2 separate regions of the Mus musculus genome follow, and region 2 is linked to region 1. The links are chromatin contacts, called in public ChIA-PET maps. All regions are on one chromosome and are shown on one strand. The core of a region is the stretch at or near the end of the contact, and the rest is flanking DNA. Distances in the headings are between cores, read along the strand shown. Region 1 has its middle 190 kb from the start of Gm30392. Region 2 holds the start of Lrp10 (low-density lipoprotein receptor-related protein 10).

The links. ChIA-PET counts read pairs in DNA pulled down with a chosen protein or histone mark.
Region 2: an RNA polymerase II ChIA-PET map of memory CD8 T cells shows a contact between it and region 1, with 67 read pairs. The contact joins the promoter of Lrp10 here to the enhancer-like site in region 1. A contact is called at or near these places in 1 of 39 promoter capture datasets (cranial neural crest) and 4 of 115 datasets of contacts at active chromatin or transcription factors (bone marrow-derived macrophages, effector CD8 T cells, large pre-B cells and 1 more).

What each region holds. Positions count from the first base shown.
Region 1 is chr14:53,798,837-53,805,117 of GRCm38.p6, reverse strand. It overlaps Tcra. Among named protein-coding and RNA genes, the nearest start is that of Gm30392, 190 kb to the left of the region's middle. Within about 2 kb of position 2,442, at least 21 of the 459 cell types and tissues checked have an H3K27ac peak or open chromatin away from gene starts, as enhancers often do. A contact at or near this core is called in memory CD8 T cells, where this site is marked.
Region 2 is chr14:54,461,590-54,467,870 of GRCm38.p6, reverse strand. Lrp10 (low-density lipoprotein receptor-related protein 10) reads right to left here and starts at 3,724. Exons shown (of 7, transcript NM_022993.3): 1 at 3,260-3,724; 2 at 2,923-2,967; 3 at 2,162-2,297; 4 at 221-411; 5 at 1-107. The coding sequence starts at 3,296.

The DNA of each region.
Region 1 (6,281 bases), core at 1,193-3,692:
GCCTTGCTCTCCATGGCTTGATCAGTCTCTTTCTTATAAAACCCAGATCTGCCATCCCAGGGAATGGAACGACCCACAATAGGCTGGGCCCTTCCCCATCAATCACTAATGAAGAAAATGCCCTATAGTCTAACTGCAGCCCATTCTAGCACGGAGGAGCTTCCCCGACCCCCGCCGTGTTGTTTGACCTCTATGGTGAATCTATTCTTGTGTTCTAATTTTAACAGCAACAATCATAAATTCCGAAGTATCACATAATTGAACAAGTCAGGAAATCTTTGGGCATCTGTTTTTCTCCATCAGTTACTCTTGCTCCCGTATCTCGGGTTGTTTTCTAAACACAAAAAGTGAAGAGCGATGGACATAAGTTAGCAACAAAGAAGGGGGAGGGAGGGAGGGAAGGAGGGAGTAATGGAAGGAGAGAGAAGGGTGGGAGAGAGAGAGAAGGGGCAGAGAGGGAGAAAACAAGCTCAGACATCCTCTCTGCCGTGTGTAGTCATGCCGAGACTTATCTACAAGACATGCCATTACTTCCAGCCTCCACTAACCCATATAACAGGGCCTTATGTCATCAGCCTGCCAGTCCTTCTGAGCCCTCCTACATTATTACAGCAGGGGAAGGCTGCATTTCCCCCAGACAGTTCCTACTACACCACGTTCAAACCAGTTTAAGCTATGAACACTAGAGGGCAGCAAAGCCAGCGTTAAGTCACAAAAGTTAGTTGGCCATCAGGTCGACAGTCCTTTAGGAAAGAGCTTCGCACTTCATTTTCCCTAGGGAGGAGTTTGCTACAGCTGGATTCCCACAGCAGGAAAACAGATAACAATTTCACATTTGAGTAAAGCTACACCGAGACAAGGAACACAAACCCCGATCGGGCGACGCGCTCCTAATCTGCCCCTCAGGTTCTTTGTACTTCAGAGCACAGGAGTGCAGGTGTGACACCGCAGATGCTCAGCCCTGCTAACAGATGAGCTCATTACCCTCTTGTTTTGTTTTAAATCTGTGGATAGTTGCACAGTCTGTACTTAGGGTTGGAATCGTTTTCTCAAAGTCCCTTTAAAAGCCATTTGAAACAGTTATGGCACCACCACCGAGGGTCCAGTCTTGCTGCTCTTTTACAGAAAGAAGTCATCGTTTTTTTTTTTTTTTTTTTTTTTTTCTCTTAGCTCCAGGTGTCACTTCCTCATGACTCAGGGTGCTGTGCTGACCTCAATAGAGAGGGGAGCAATCAGAAGTTTATTTTCATTTGTCTGGCGAGTAATGATATAAAGTGCCTGGAGTAACTGGATATTCATATTTCTGAAATAGCTGGGTTTTGATATTTTCATTGATTTTATTGACTCAAGCAAGTTTGTTCCTACTTTGTGTTTTCTGAGTCTTCTTCCAAAACTATGCGTTGTAAATGTGGTTTTACAGATTATTCTTTGACTTTTTCATCTTTTCTTTTTGGGCTGCTCATAATTTCCACCTCCGTTTTAAATAATAGATTTTATTTATTGAATGTGTGTTCTTTTCTTAAAGATTTGTTTATTTTATGTGTATGAATGCTGAGTGTTTGTCTGCATGTTTGTATGTGTGCCACATGAATGCCTGGTGCCCACAGAGGTCTTAAGAGGGCACTGGATCTCCTAAGACTGAGGTTATGGAAGGTTGTCAGCCACCATGTGGGTGCCGCCAGACAAACTTGGATCTTCTGCAAGAGTAACAAGCTCTCTTAAGTGACAAGTCATCTCTCCAGTCACAACCCCCCCTTCTTAGTTGTGTTTTTTTAAACAAAATACAATTACAGATATGTTTATAGAAAGCTTTAAAGTTTCCTTTATTCTGTTTAAGAACTTTTAGAATGGTTTCTCCCAAATAACTTCAGTTGTTTCACACAATAAGTCTTTCTTAAGGACATTTCCCATATGTCTTCCCATTAACACATAATGAAGAACTACACCTAAACAAACACTGAAGACTGGATTTTTCCTTCATGTCTGTCACACTTTTTGGATTAATCACAGAGGCCAGTTTGAGGAACTCGTCATCAAATCTATGATTTCCTGATCAAGGACATTCTTCTATTAAAAATAAATCCAGTGCTGGACTGACTGTGGGCTTCAGTTAAGAGAAGGAAAAGCTATGTGTAAAACCCGGCTGTAGACATTGGAGTATTCATAGAAACAAAGGCCACGATCATTCTGAAACTGCTTCCGGATTAAACTCAGTGCAAGTGTGTTTATGGGTGTACTAAGCATGTTTTCCTAACCTTCCACTAATTTACATGTCTTAACATAAGATGTGCTGCTGAAAGATAACATTGTGTCTTACAGGATTTCAGTAGTGGAGTCATAGAGTGTTAGCAGGAAATGTGACTTGGCTAGAAGACCAACTATCACCCACAGACATGGCTCCTCTTTCTGTCTCCTCTTTGGGGAGAGTTATGACGTAAACAGGAAGCCCAATGTTTCTATGTCTTCATTTGAACTATAAGTGTTGTTGAGGGAGGTGCAGGATGGTGCCAAGTTCACAAGTGGGCATTGTGGTAGATTTACATTGTCTCAAACACCTGGCCATGATACTTCCCAAAGTTGCTTCCTTACACATTAGGACTGGCCATGAGAGAAACCATGCAGGGTAGAAGGTGGGTGTTATCTCTGCATGTTGGCCTGGGCTTCAGGTACTCCTGTATGTGCTTATCAATTTAACAGCTTCTCTTCCCTTTTAAAATTTATTTCTCTTTTCATTCCTTAGAGATGGAGACAGCACTCAAGGCTTTGTGCATGTTAAGAGAATACTCACACTCAGTTACATGCTCAGCCCATCAGCTCTCTTATTGTACCTCCCCCACTTTCCACTCTGCCTCCTCCTTGAGCTGCTCTGTGTACATTCTCCATAGTGCAGATCCGGGTGTAGTTGTTGGGATGAACAGTTGAACTCATGTCCTTGCCCTTTCCCTACTAGGCTTTGTTTTAACTGTGTACAAGCAAAGATGCAGGACCACAGGGAGTAACAAGAGGAAGAGATTAGCCCATGTACACATGTACAGTGGTACCAGTTAACTGCTTCCCAAGGTCACCCTCCGGACAGTATTAAAGGAGGTTTGTCCTTGTGAACCGCAGGTATCCTCATTACATCCTTTCGGGTCACAGTTCAGCCAAGTGTCTTTCCATCATCCATCCAGTTTTCCTTCCCATGTGTTAGTCCAACTCCTCTGCAGATATGGGCAAGGAAAATAGCTTTGCACAGAGTTCCCACTAACTCTTGGAACCATGTGATTTATAACTTTTATAATTGACCTCTTCCTCTTGTTACTCACTGTGGTCCTACGTCTTTGATTGCACACAGTTAAAACAAAGCCTAGTGGGAAGAAGGCAAGATCATGAGTTCAACTGACAATCCCAACAACGACACCAGATCTAAGCTGTGAGCATCTTTAAATGAAACTAACACTTTATTATGGGATAGTTATCACCTCTAAAAATCTTTACACACGTTCTGTGCGATTTACTTATGATTCAAGGATTCAAGACATAGTGTAGCTGAGGAAAGCTACTCCTGACAACTGTTTTCAAAGAAGACAGTTTCTCTTGTAAGTATCCTCTGATCCAGACCACAGATAAAGCGCCCATGGCAGGAGCTGCCCTCTTGCCTGGAGTCTGCAGGTGTGTATCTCAGGCGGGATCCTTCAGCAGAGGCTAGCTCAAGTGAGCTCCTGGGTTTTTGTCCAGGGTTTACTATCACTTCAAACCCTGTGGGGCCTGGAGAGCACAGAAATAGTTCACGGAGTTTTCCAGAGGTACAACTAAATGGCGAGGCTAGTGGAGCTAGCTGATTTCTAGAAGAAGACAGAACAGAGACCGGTCTCTGCACTCTCACTAAAAGAACTTTGGCAGACTAGGAAAATATCTTACCTGGAAATTTGTTTGGGCCAAGAAAGGTGGTGTGACTTCTGAGCAGGGTGACGACTTCTTCACCATCTGAATGGGTCTGAAAGGACTTGAGGTGCTTTCTAGATCCCGTGGGAACAATCAGAAAACAGATGATGGTTTGGTGCAGAGAATAAAATACGGTGGAAACAGGCCGATCTATAAATGACCGACAACCTAACTGAACGCACAGTCAGCTCTTCTCCAATCCCTGTTGTCCCGCCAGGTCTGAAGCATCACGTGCCTGGGAGCAATGTCCCCTTGTTAATATCACTAGTTAAATATGAATCATCTATTCCAGAGATATACAAACATTAACATGCAGCAGGCAGAGAGCAGTGTGTGAGACATGTTCCTCTGCATAATCATGTACTCTTTGTCTCGGCTCAGAGTTCTGAGTACATATATGTTACCTCAGTTATGCTATGCCCCAACCAGGAAATGGATTGCCCCAGGTTCACAGGCCACAGGATTGAACACAGACGAGAAAAAGCATGGCTCACCACAAACCGTTGCTTCTTATCTCCTTGACTTTCCCTGGTAATTAAGTCAGGTAGTAACTGAAAACAGAGAGCTGTGAAAGCCAGTAGCTTTGAGGGCTGGAGCTGAGGGAAGCAGACATCTAGATAGCTGGTGTGCTTCAGTGCTATTCGGTGGAATAATTTGGGAGATACATTTAAAGTAAAATTCATCATGAATAAAGGACTCTCTCTAGTTGCAGGTCATCAACTTAACCTAGACATTTTCATTTAAATAAAAATCTCATAAACCTTATGGGAAGTCAAAACTCACAGTTTTTTTTTTTTGTCTTAAGAAAGTCAATTATAAGCTGGGCAGTAGTGGCGAATGCCTTTAATCCCAGCACTTTGGAGGCAGAGGCAGGTGGATTTCTGAGTTCGAGGCCAGCCTGGTCTACAGACTGAGTTCCAGGACAGCCAGGGCTACACAGAGAAACCCTGTTTCGAAAAACAAAAAACAAAACAAAACAAAATCTTATTTCCTTCCTCACTTTCCCTGGGGCCTATTTAAATTCTGCAGCTAATAAAGCAACACCTGAATGTCAAGCTCTTAGTTGTTTGTGTTTTGTGGACTTGTAACAGGAATTAAAATATTATTCTTTGAATACCCAACATTGATTTTTATTTACTAGCTATTAAAATGATGAAGGCATTTGATCATGTCACCTTTGCCTAAAGAATCACACTTAGGCGATCATGTGCCAGGGTTGCTCGGATACTATACTTCCTACCCCACTGATTTAAGGTATTTAGTTTTAATTCTGAAAGGCTATACTTTTAAATTTGTAAAACACAGCACACCAAACATAGCTATGATACAGTGCTAGAACCTGTCTCTGTAAAATGTGACATATATGTACATATATACATATATGCATGTATACACCAAGAATTCTCCTGGCAAGTATACACCAAGCATGCTCCTGTGTGTGTTGAAGGGTGGTGGGTGTGTATGTGTGTGTGTGTGCTGCAAACCCTTACTAGATATTAACACCACCAAAATTGGTGACTGAATTTTTGTGGTCTGCTCTTACTCTATTACCACAAAAAGGCCAAAAGGGAAAATGAAGAGAAAGTACACAGAAGGTCTCTGAAAGGTTCCAGTTGTTTGATGCAGATTTAAACAATAGAGCACTGAGTGCCACGTGGGCTAGTTCAAATTGTCTGAAGTCTGTTCTTTGCATTTCAGTTCCAGTGTTGACAGGCAGCCAACATCCCAGTTTATAGTTTCTGTAGCCAAGCATATTCATGGAGACCTGGGGACACCATCATGGCAAAGTGTCCTTTTGTCAATACGGCCCTGCTTGGTGTTATTGACAGAGCTGGTGCAGAGCTCTTGTCAGTGGATAGTAGCTGCCCCTGAAATGTTATTTTGTGAGGGAAAGGTCAAGTTTAAGAGAGCTACAATACCTAGAATGGGAATTTATTGCATTTTAAATACTGCTTTGCCATTCCACGTGATGTCTTTGACAAACGGATAACATCTGATAGAAGAGTTTGGTCCCTTAGGAAGTACTCAACAGGTTCCATATTGAATATTTGTTAAGTTTAGTAAATTAAACCTGTTAAGAGACTTGAGACCTGAAGCAAACATGCAGAATTGTGTCTGTGATCAAATGCATACATGCCATGAAACTGGGATCCAGTCTTCTCTCAGCTTTGACTGCTCTCCCACTTCAGTCTGACTGTAGGGCGAGCGATTCGATTCTTAGCAGCCCATGGCTTCCCTGAGGAGGCAAAGTGGGAGTGCTCATGTTCTTCCCATTCCTCTCACTCCAAGCCTCAGATCGGCAGCCCAGCTTCCATCCATCCCATTACCCAGGGCTTTGGGAATATATAGAAGGGCTT
Region 2 (6,281 bases), core at 2,475-4,974, 660 kb before region 1:
CTCGTCTGAGCCATCCCCGCAGGCATCAATCCCATCACAGCGCTGAGCAGCTGGAATGCAGCGGTGGTTCAGGCACTGGAATTCTTCTTGCAGGCACAGTAGCCAATCTGCAGAGGCATCAAGAGACAGGGAAGTGCCAGAACTCCCAGGATCCTTGCCTCTTCCTGGGGGACTCCCACTTCTCCTCCAATGGTCCCACCACACACCCTGTTCAGCCTACCTTGACTGTAAGTCAGCAAGAAGCCCTGGCCCATGGGTGCTCTGGCCCCAGCATAGCTGTATGTAATGGTGACATTGCCCCCTGGTAGCTGCAAAGGGCCAGAAGGGGCCTCACACAGGGAGATTGGTGGCTGTAGAGGGGAGTGCAGGATTAAATGCTCTGAGCCACAGGCCAGATGCAGCTTCTGGAACCTATGAGGTACAGAAGAGCAAGACATGAGATGCTCTGGAGATTTGCTCCCCCACCCCCACCCCTGCCTCCCCTCTTGATGACAGGTCCCTGGTAGCCCAGGAAGCACAAATGCTTCCTTACCCATGATTCAAAGAGCCAAATGAGAACTCAGCCAATAGAGTCGATGGGGAAAAATATAAGCAAGGGGCAAAGTTCCAACAGAGGTGCCATCAGACCACAAGACCCTTCCTAGAGTCCTTTGAGAGAACCGATGTGTTCAGGGACCAAGGTGAGACCAGGGTTATTACTTTCCAGTTGTGGCAATACCATAACCCAAGCACAGTGCCCGGTAGTTAGCTGACAAAATGTATCTGTTCAATTAACCACAACAGCTCAGCTCCATAAGTGACAAGGGAAAATCTGAAGTCCCCAGGGCTGTACCACGGGTCAACAGTCTCTTTTTAGATTGTTCTCTCCTTTATATACCTTTCTGAATAAATTCTTTTGTGTTTCCTTTGTTTATTTTGTTTTTGAGATAGAGTTTCTTTATGTAGCCTTAGCTATCCTGGAACTCAGGATTTAGACCAGGCTAGCCTCGAAATCACAGACTAAGCTTGTCTCTGCCTCCTGAGTGCTGGGATTAAAGGCGTGTGCCACTACCATCCTGCTCTCTGGGCAAGTTCTCATCAAGTGAAATGTATGAGGCAAACTGCCAAATGACGTGGGCCCCAATGAGGAGTCTTAGGGGTACAGGGCTGGGATTGTTGCTTAGAGGTAGGGTGCTCTCATCTAGGATGTGTGAACCCCTGAGTTGTTTCCCAGTACTGAAAGCAAAATAAACAAAACAAAAACCACCAAAACCACACAGAAACCACAAACAACAAACCAACCAAATGAAAACCAAAAACCAAAAAATAAGAAAAAAGAAAAAGGAATACTGGGCATAGTGACTCCACAGGAAAGCCCAAAATCTGGGAGGATGAGATGGAGCTAACTTAATACCAACCTGCTGGGCTGCACAGTGAAATTCTGTCTCAAAACCAGAAAAAGGGGAGGGGGATGGGCTAGAGAGCTGGTTCAGCAGTTAAGAGCATCGAATGCTCTTCCAGAGGTCCTGAGTTCAATTCCCAGCAACCACATGGTGGCTCACAACCATCTGTAATGGGATCTGATGCCTTCTTCTGGTATGTCTGAAGAGAGCAATGGTGTATTCAGATAAATTAAATAAATAAATAAATCTTTAAAAAAAAAAGGAGAGGAGAGGAGAGGAGAGATAAGGGGAGAGGATGTGAGAAGAGAGAGGGGGGAGGGGGAGGGGAGGGGAAAAGGGACAGGGGAAGAGGAGAGGAAGGGGGAGGGGAGAGTAAGGATGGAGTAGTGCAATGCAGAAAGGCAGACCCAGAGAAGGTTTGTTTTGCTAGAGACTGAACCCAGGACTTCTGCACACTCCACACAAGCATTCCACCAATGAGCTAGTAATACAGTCCCAACCCTGAGGAAGGGACTAAGTTGATTAACAACTAGGCCACACTATGATTCAGGGACTCATCACAAGTCTAGCTGAACCCAGAATAATTTCTAGAGTCCTTTTGAGATGGACAGTCCCCAAGCTAAATATCCACCATAGCTAAGCCTTTACAGCAGACCCAGACAAACCAAATTCTCTTCTGCTGACAAGGATGGTAATATCATAGAAAGGTGATCAAAGGCTTTTTCAGAGGGAGAGGGAAGGGGCAGTAGAGAGAAATGGGGACTTGCCTTATTTCTCACCTGACAGTTACTGTCTGATCCTTGCTGCCCAGGATAACCCAGGTGCAGTTGGCAGGGGAGCTTCGGCTGTCCCGGCCTAGAGGCCTCTGTAAAGTGCCTTGTACTTCTGAGAGCACAGCTGGGGGCGCCTCACAAGCTAGAGGGAGAAGGGGGGGGAGACACTGGTAGAGTTCTTTAATATTCTTCTTCCCCTCTGAATGCCTCAAGATGGCAAAAATCTCCACCCACCAGTTACAGCCAACTGGTCCCTCTCCATTTTTTTTTTTTTTTGGTTTGTTTGTTTAAAAACAAAAACCTTTTGTAACCTAGGATATCCTCAAAGTCACTATATAGCTGAGGCTGGCCTTGAACTGATTCTCCTTCCTCTGCCTCTCAAGTGCTGGGATTATAGGAGTTGACAACCCTACTCCTTTTCCATATTCTTTATACTTCATCTTAAGTATTCACACTATAAGTAATGTTACTGTAGGCTTTGTGCCAGCCACAGGGTCAGTTGGCAGAGAAATACTGTTTCTACTCTCAGGAAGACCTTACCCTAACTAGGGAGACAAAACACGGATATTACACATAAAAAAACGAGATGGTTCTTAACAACTACCAGGTGCCAGTTCACATTGAGCCTCAGTTTCCCCTTCTGTAAAGTAATGGATGATACCTATTCTAAAATTACAGCAGACTCCAGGATCCAGGGGAGAGATTCTTTTCTCTAGGGTGCATCTTCATTCCCATGCCCCAGAACCCTAGGAACTCGCTTTACTTACCAGAACGTGGGAAAGTGATCCGGTCTGGGCGGGCCAGAGCACCTCCTAGAGGGGGAATCGAGAAAGGGCAGCAGAGAGAGTCAAGTTTTCTTCACCTGGGCAACTCCAAGGGGAGGCCCATCTGAGACTTCCGGACAGTTTATAGGAAGGGGTAGAGGAGCCGGAAGGAGGTGCGTGACCTCGCCGAAAGGTCGCCTTCCCTGGCTGTGAGTGGGAGGGACAGTGTGGGACAGCCCGAGAGGAGGCCGAGGCTCGACGGGGCGGCGGTCGCAGGGGTCGTGGGTCACCAAGGAGGGCGCGGGACGGCGGGCAGTGACACCGGGGCGGGGACTCTTACCGAGGAGGAGGAAAAGAAGAGGGAGGGCCGATAGCATCCTGGGTTGAACAGGGGTGCCGGCAGGGTCCCGGGGCGCCTCTTGTCTACCTGGCAGGAAGCTCCTCGCCGGGTGGGGGCTGCATAGCCCCGGTGCGACCCAGGCTCGGGGTGCCAGGGCTGGACGCACGGCGGAGAGGAACAGGCGTGACGCCTCTTGCTAACTTCAGAGTTGATCGCTCCTTACCAGTGCCCGGCGGTGCTCGCCCGGAAGGCCGCGAGCGCCCCGGCCAGGCCCGGCCGCACCTGCCGGGCTCGACGCTGCGTCCTCCGCGGACCAAACTTTGTGGACTGCCCGTCCCCGAGCCGGCGTGCGGCTCGGTCCCCGCGGCCCTTAGGGGACGGCGGCTTTGCACAGCTCGCGGTGCCCCAGCGGACCCCGGCCGAAGCCCAGCAGCCGGCGACGAGGGGCGCGGCCAGCTTGGCCCCACCCCTGCCAGTCACCGCGCGGCCACGCCCACCTGCGCTCAGCTCCTTTCCGGGTTGCTTTTGCCGTCACGCTCCGGATCGCCCTTTGGCTGCCGCCTGCGTTATCTTTCAGATGTGTCTTGTCAAAGGATGTCTGCTTTTCCCGCCGTAACTGCTACGTGTCTTTGGACCCTTAAATCCTCAGTACTTTTTCTTCACCCAGCGCCTTAGATCCCGTAGCGCTTCTGGTAGTAAGCCTTTACTGAACCAATTACCAGGCGCTATTATAATTATCTGTTACAATGTTTATTCATCACTCCCGCCCCCGCCTCAGCTTTGGAAACTGACACTTCCTGTAGGCTGGGGCCTAGACTGGGTACCTTTGTCCCAAGAGTGTTGCTTGCTCTCCTGCTGAGATGCAGTGATCTCTACGAATGGTAAAGACATAATATGGCTTCACTTGCTGGATCCGTGAACTTGAGAAAATTACTCCTCCGTTCAAGCAGTCCTGTAAAAATTGAGGGTCATGATAGTGTGACTCCCTCCTATGGTACTTGTGAACATTTAGGGTAACATTGTAGATTGAGCCCTAAGCACGTTGGCAGACATAGGAAGTGAGGTGTTTCTATCTGATAGCAACAATTATTCTCAGTTACAGGGTAGTATTATTAAATTTTGTGGGTTTCCGGTTTCCTGTGGCACAGGTGGGTAATATTTACAAAAGAATAACAAGTTGAATATTTTTTTTCACATTTCAGGCTTATACCTAAGTACATTTAGTATACATATAGTAAATATTTAACAGCGAGATGTTTGTTCCTCTTGTCAACAGTCCTGTGAGGTAGTCTATGGTTACTTCCATTTTACAGATAAGGAAGTGCTGGCATGGAGAAGTTTAGTAATACCTTCCCCAAATCTGAATATTCAAATCTGAATGGCTCCCACTGTTTTAAACAATTTGAGCACCAACATAGTGCCACAGGTGGGAAATTCCATACAGTAAAACTTTGTTTCATCTTCAGCATTGCTAAAAATACTTGATTAAATTTATCATCAGGCTACTTGTGATGTGTATATGAAACATGAATAAATGCCATCTACCTGTGTGCTGTGGCATACATTGCAACTTGTGTGTGTGTGTGTGGATGAATGATTAAAATAAATGTCAACAAATATTTTCAGTGCTTCTAGAGAATCACTCACCATCTGCTAGGTATTAATCATAGCATTTTGCATATATTATCTCACTGAAAGGTGACCACACCTCTGAGAAGTCAGTGTTGGAAACTGAGTCACAAATAGTTGAGATACCTTGTTTCTAAATCAAACTCTTGGCATATAAAAGAGCTAGACTCAGACAACAAGACTCAGTCAAGTTGTCTGGACCAGACTCCCTGCTGCTAGAGATGACATGGTAGATTCTAGAATCCTCAGATCAAAGACTTTGTTTGTTTTTGAGAGGTCTCTTGTATCCTAGGCTGGCTTTGAACTCCTGGTTCTCTTGCCTCTACTTCCAAGTGATGGCATCATAAACCCGTCACCATGTCCAGCTGGAACAAGAATTTTAACACCTGACTACTTTCTAGGATAGATTTTATGTAAAAACAGCTGGTCATGTTGGTGTATACCTTTAGTTTCAGCACTCAAGGGTTCAAGGCAGGTAGATCTTTACGGGTTTGAGACCTGTCTTGTCTACCTAGTAAGTTTCAGGCAAGCCAATACTACACAATGAGGCCCTATCTCAAATACAAACACACTTGACTGTTTGTAAATAAGGAACGAGGTTATCTGCCAACTAGTCACCTGTATTGAGATTTATTGCGCAACTTTCTGCAAACTACATTTCCCAGGTTCCCTTTCAGAATAATCTCAGTGCAGTCTCAGCTCTTGGGGAAGATTGGGATGAGGAGGAGGAAGGAGGATCCGGGATGTGCCCTACACCCCTGCTTTAACTTTGGGTGGGGCAGGAGCTATCTCTCTGCCCTGGTTTCAGCTGTGGCTGGGTAGCTTAACCTCTAGCTACTCAGGTTCTCCCCCTTCCTTCCTTCCTTCCTTCCTTCCTTCCTTCCTTCCTTCCTTCCTTCCTTCCTTCCTTCCTTCCTTCCTTCCTTCCTTCCTTCCTTCCTTCCTTCCTCAGCTTCTCTTGACTTTCTCAGCATCTCCTTTCAGAATTTTGGCAAATTTGTCTTATCTGTACATATTTCTTCCATGTACTCCCAACTTATTTCTCCCCAAGATTTATTTATTTATTTATTTATTTTGGTTTTTCGAGACAGGGTTTCTCTGTGTAGCCCTGGCTGTCCTGGCACTCACTTTGTAGACCAGGCTGGCCTCGAACTCAGAAATCCTCCTGCCTCTGCCTCCCGAGTGCTGGGAATAAAGGCGTGCGCCACCACTCCCGGCTCCAAGATTTATTTTTATGTGAGTATGACTGTGTGTGTGTGTGCCATGTCATGTCATGTCATGTCATGTCATGTCATGCCATGTGTAAGTACATGTAGAGGACATCAGATCCCCTGTGGCTGGAGTTAGCCTACAATTGTAAGTTGCTAGATGTGGGTGCTGGGTACTGCCCTCT